Regions from separate parts of the Triticum aestivum genome. Here region 2 is linked to region 1. The links are chromatin contacts, called in public Hi-C maps. All regions are on one chromosome and are shown on one strand. Each heading gives the region's core, a stretch centred on a gene start, on an enhancer-like site or on the middle of the called end of the contact. The rest is flanking DNA. Distances are from core to core; before and after follow the strand shown. Region 1 holds the start of LOC123070093 (ABC transporter G family member 37). Region 2 holds the start of LOC123070095 (protein YIPF1 homolog).

The links. A called contact is a pair of places that touch in the nucleus more often than the background predicts.
Region 2: a Hi-C map of leaf shows a contact between it and region 1, with 5 times the contacts expected there. The contact joins the promoter of LOC123070095 here to the promoter of LOC123070093 in region 1. A contact is called at or near these places in 2 of 5 Hi-C or Micro-C datasets (both in leaf).

What each region holds. Positions count from the first base shown.
Region 1 is chr3B:407,068,855-407,071,723 of IWGSC CS RefSeq v2.1, reverse strand. LOC123070093 (ABC transporter G family member 37) reads left to right here and starts at 1,312. Exons shown (of 20, transcript XM_044493116.1): 1 at 1,312-1,896. The coding sequence starts at 1,447.
Region 2 is chr3B:407,874,517-407,877,476 of IWGSC CS RefSeq v2.1, reverse strand. It overlaps LOC123070095 (protein YIPF1 homolog), which reads right to left and starts at 1,643. Exons shown (of 5, transcript XM_044493118.1): 1 at 1,391-1,643; 2 at 1,201-1,321; 3 at 899-1,115. The coding sequence starts at 1,450.

The DNA.
Region 1 (2,869 bases), core at 63-2,562:
CCTGCCGACTCTCCTCCTCCTCTCCCCAGGCCGAGGTCGACGAGGCCCCAAGTTCTCCAGGAAAAGTGCACATAGAATCCTCAAACCCCAAAGCAGGCAACGCGAGCTCAGAATCCTCCTCGGACTCGACCCGATCACTCCACAGCCTCGGGGGTGCAGAAGAGGGTCCGAAAGACCCAAATCTCAGAGTCGTCGTAGGCACCGAGGAGGGTGGGGCTGCTCCATCCCCGGTCGCCGCGGTCTCAGACCCTGGTCCCTTGGACAACTGTCGTCCAGAGTCCTCGACCAGCGGCTCCTCAGCTCCCGCGCTGCCGTCACCCTCGTGCATATCCACATCGGACTCGTGAGCCGCCGCAGCCAGAAGGTTCTCATCCTCAAACTCAATAATCAGATCATTGCGTTCATGTATGAGAGTGTGCATCTGTACTGGGTTAAAAAAATCCACATCGTGGATCTAATTTCTCCGTGGGAAAGCGACCCAAGATAAAAAAATATGAAATTAGTTTAAATGCACATCATCAGTACATGTAAGAAAAGATAAGATAGACCAATGGATGAAGAGAAATTGAACCAACTGGGGCGAGAATTCGCCTGAAAAGACTTTTGTACACGTGATTGGGTGGCCATGAATAATCTATCGGTCATTGCTCATGTCGACACCCCTAACGAAACGAATGGGCGATGCAATCTCAGATGAGCCGTTGGATGGAGGAACCGACGGTCGCAGCCGCCGTTGTCGTCGCCGGGCCTTATCGTCCTAGCTGGACACGATTTGTTTAACCACACCCATCCAAAGTAGACACTATATAATTAACAATCAGAGACTACTAGTACTAGTCGTAGTAGTATACTCTGCAGCTGCAAGTGGCTGCAGGCGGCTGCCCTCTTCGTAATATCATACTATCACTGGCAAAAAACGAACCTACCGCGGCAAGAGCAGCCTCGAATCGAATAGTTCCGGGACATGCATGTTGACCACTGCCCGCCTCGGCCTCGGCCTCGACGCAGAGACAAAAGCCCCGCTGATGCCAGGAAGCTCCCCCGTGTAAACACGCGCGTGAAAAATGAAGAGCTCGAAAGCTCAGTTTCATTATCTAGCAGTTCGACGACCACCACATCCCGTGCCGGGTCCAAGCTCGCACAGTGCACCGGACCTGTACAAAATGTGTCAAGGTCAAGGACTCGCTCAAGGTAGGTGAGGCGAAACTCGATAATGTGGCTCGCTGGCGTGGTCTTCCTCCTCACCAGCCTCAACCATTCCCTTCTCTTCTCCTGGGCGTATATATAAGGACGCCTTCGTCTGCTCCCTTCCTACCAGTTCGTACCCCAAGCCAAACCAGCCCCCTGTCGCAAGGCAAGGAGGAGCTGCGCAACAGAGCTAACCCAAGCCAGTGCAGAGAGTGATCAACGGAGGAGGAAGAGGAAGATAAGTAAGCAAAGGCGAAGATGGATCGAGAGATCCACCGGGTGACGAGCCTGCGGCGGGACAGCTCGCTATGGCGTCGCGGCGACGACGTGTTCTCGCGGACGTCGTCGCGGTTCCAGGAGGAGGAGGACGACGAGGAGGCGCTGCGGTGGGCGGCCCTGGAGCGTCTGCCCACGTACGACCGGGTGCGGCGCGGGATCCTGACGGTGGAGGACGGCGGGGAGAAGGTGGAGGTGGACGTGGGCCGGCTGGGCGCCCACGAGAGCCGGGCGCTCATCGAGCGGCTGGTCCGCGCGGCCGACGACGACCACGAGAACTTCCTCCTCAAGCTCAAGGAGCGCATGGACAGGGTGGGCATCGACTACCCCACCATCGAGGTGCGGTTCGAGAAGCTGGAGATCGAGGCCGAGGTGCGCGTCGGCAACCGCGGCCTCCCCACGCTCATCAACTCCGTCACCAACACACTCGAGGTAAAGCCGCCTGCACAAAAGGTTCAGTTCCTCTGCGAAACCGATGCCACAGTCCATGGCGGCTTAGCTTCAATTTGTCTTTGTTTTTCTCCACACCATTGGAACAAGCATGTTGATCATAGTTAATGATGACCTGCTCCGTTAACTAATCAGTCCTGGCTTGGCTGAGCCCGAGCACTGGTGCATGGTAGGACCAATTAGTCGATGAGTATGGGCTGCTTTTGGTGCCGCTGGTTCCGCGATGGAGGCGAGTGACAGTGCTCTCTCGTTTTTCTTATGGTTATATACACTGCTCGACAGCGACGCTGCGAGAATTGAAGCCAAGTAGGGGCTTTGTTTTCTCGTTCTTGCGATTGCAACTTGCGAGCGAGCTGTATGCTTTTGGCTCATCAGCGAGCAAGCAATGCGGTAGGTGAGTCGCCTCTCGGCGCGTGATATTTTCTTGGCTTCACAAACGACCAAGCACACACGTTGCAGAATTACTACCGTTTCGGCTACTTGTCCTGCACAAAATATTACTCTGACCGTGTCTCGCTTTCGAGGCTTTTTCTCTGCCTAGCCGCCACCTAATAATATTCAAGTCCTAATTCTTTCTCCTTTCAAATTGTACTAAGTCCTACTAATATTTTTTCTGTTCCAAAGATAAATGTTTTTTTATAGACAAGAAAAAGGATCTTAGGAGTGTACTAAATTTCTTCTAGCGTAAAGTAGCCCAACAAGTCCAAACTGTTGCGACGCCGGGCTCGGCCCGCAACAGAGCGATAATACTAGACACACGGCACTCAAAACAATGCTCCGCCGATGGCCACCCCTTTAAAAAAATTAAGAAAACCCCTCCGCCGATGGCCACCGGCACCGGCACGGCGCCGCCACGGTCGTTCCCTACCTCGGGGAACCTCCACCGCATCCCCATCCACGCCACGAAATCGTCCGACCTCCACCCCATGGCACGCGACATTGGCGCATAGGCCGC
Region 2 (2,960 bases), core at 394-2,893, 810 kb before region 1:
GTGGCTCCTATTATTATTGTAAAATTTAGACGTAGGCAATAAAGTAGGTGGCAAAAATATAGTTGATAGCACCGCAAAGGATAGTCTGCACATATGACAAGCTATCTAGATCATATCCGACTATCAGTTACAAACACTTAATCGTTGTGAACCAGTACTGTCCTAACTTGACATGATTAGGACTTGTATTATTATTCATTGCAGGAAGAATCAGGATAGATACACTCGCATCGCGGCACATATTAATGAAATGAAATAGTCTACAAAACAGCTGAAATGAAAGCTTAATGTAAGCATTTGAATATTTCAAGGCTTCTATAAATTATACACGTGATTAAAGGAAAATAATCCTAGGAAATATCTGCCACTAAACGATTAGATTTCCATCAGGATACCAAAGGATGAAAGGAAAATCCAGTATTCCACTTAATCCACTTACATAAGAAAAAACAACAGCAACCAATGTCACACCCATTGCTAGAAATAAACCCTTCTCCCTCTTCTAAACAAAGGGCCTGCCATTAGAAGATACTTTCAAGGCCAAGGAATCATCTTAACAGCATTCCCACTCTTCACAGGCATTAATCATCCATGTAGAGATCAGGTGGATCAAGAGCAATACACCCCACTATACCATAACGCAGATCTTATGGAACGGTCAGACACAGAAGGAACTGGTTCATGAAACTAAAACCTTATTCTTAACTAGTAGATCAACAACACACTCTCATTCCACAACTGAAGACACTGTATCAGGAATCATGTCCAGCAAAAACACTAAAGCATTCTAACATTTTACTACTCTTGCCGCATTCATTCTCAAGCATACCGATCTTATCAACAAGAGGAATGAAGCCAACATATATAAATAAAGTAGGGGAATGCGGGTAAAGCATACAGGTCGGGTTTGTCGGAAGTCTTCTCGGTGAAGTTGCCGCGGAAGGGGAAGACCGACTCCCAGATCCTCTCCACGACATCGGACGTGTCAACGTCGAAGTAGGGCTTGTAGGCAGCTACGGAGAACATCCGGAACCAGCCGCCCTGCGCGGCATCGTCCGACCCACCATCGCTACCCCTGCCTCCGCCGCCCCCTCCAACCTTGGACGAGAAGGTGTCTGCACAGCCGCTAGAACAAAGTCAGATCCGCAATGGAGATCCGATGTCAGAGCAGAGAGTGGAGAGGAGGAGATCTGATCTCACCGTCGGAGTCAGTGGGCGGGCGGTAGGCGCCAGAGATCTTGCCCTTGGCTTCTGAGGGTGGGAAGGTCTGGAGGTTGGACTCAGTGAACTTGATGGTCTGCGGATCTGGCCCCGTCGCCGCCTGCGCGAGACGTGAGAGGTGAGGCGCGAGAAGAGATGGACGGTGGGCGAGGGGTTGATGAGTACTTACCGGGACGGATCCGGAGGCCTTGGGATCGTCGAGGGCGGAGTAGCCACCGCCGGACATCATCTTGACCGGCGACGGAAACAGCCGCGGCGGAGGATCGGGGAAGGGAAGCTTCGGGGCGGAGCAAGCGTCCCGCAGCGGCAAGGTGAGAGTTAGGCGGGCCGGCCGCGTAAAGAGATGGGTGGATGTCTTCTCGGATCTTGTTGCGGCTGTTATAAACCCGCGCCTTCTTGCCAAGTTTTTTTAGGTGAACTAGGGATTTTATTCCAAAGATAACACAGAAGGAATACAAGTGATATTCGGTAGGATCCCTAGCCACAAGCGGCGACCAGAAGGGAGAGCTGAAGCAGCCTTTGCAATGGCATGAGCTTCAGCATTGGCCTTCCTACACTCATATCTAAAACTAGCACTCACAAAATCTTTCATAGACTCTCTAATTTCACTAATAACTACAGCATAAGATGATAGCACATTCCCTCTGATGTCCGAGACCACTTGCATACAATCAGAACCTATGATCACGTGTGAGAGGTTGAGGTCCTTTGCCAGAGCTAATGCCTCGCTGCACGCAAGTGCTTTCAGATTCGCTGCCCAAATACCTCCCTTCTTTGTCCCTGCTTATCGCCGAGACTGCACCCCTTTTGCGTTCCGTGAGATTGCACCATCCACATTGATTTTAACTACCTCCCCCTCTGGCGCCTTCCACCTGTGGGATCGCTGCTGTGGTGGCCGTCCAGCTGCAGGTTTGCTCATGGAGACAATGTCAAGATCCTCTAGGTATCTGTTGATAAAACACATAGTGGACAAGGGGCTTTGAAATTCTTCCTCATGGATCGCTTTCCTCCTTGCCCACCAGATGGCCCACATGGTGACCAAAACTTTTGCCAACTCCGTCTGTTCCACTGTATCAAACAGCCAAAAGAGCCACAATCTGGGATCATCGGATTGATTAGATAGAACATGCTCCACGGTCTCCTCATCACCCAGCGCCCACACACACCTTGCCATCCGGCAGTCAAAAAGTGAGTGTCTCCAAGTATCATTCTCCGCACCACACAAAGAACAAGCTGCCGAGTCCGCCATCTTCCTTCCATGCCTTGTGGAACCAATCGGCAAGGACGTATGTGATAGCCTCCATACAAAAATTCTGAGTTTTGAGGGGACTTTGACCTTCCATAGCAAGGACCACGACTTATTCTCCCGAGCTGGATTCGAGTGGCCTCCCCTGTGTTCTAGCCAAACTTCCCGTTGAAATTTGATAGCGTTGATCATCCTATATGCCGACCGGACCGAGAAAAATCCCTTTCTGTCATAGTGCCATGCCCAGAAATCTGGTTGCACCCTCGAACTCAAAGGTATATTAAGAATAACATCGACATCCGGTGCAAGAAAGTGTTGTTCTATCACATCCCTCCTCCACGTCCTTGTTACGGGATCAATGAGTTCTGAGACAAATTGTGGTGGGTTTGTCGATATTTGACAGATAGGCCTCAACCTGTAATCACGAGGTAGCCAGTTATCCTCCCAGATGCGCGTACCTATCCTAGAACCAATCCTCTTAATCAGTCCAAGA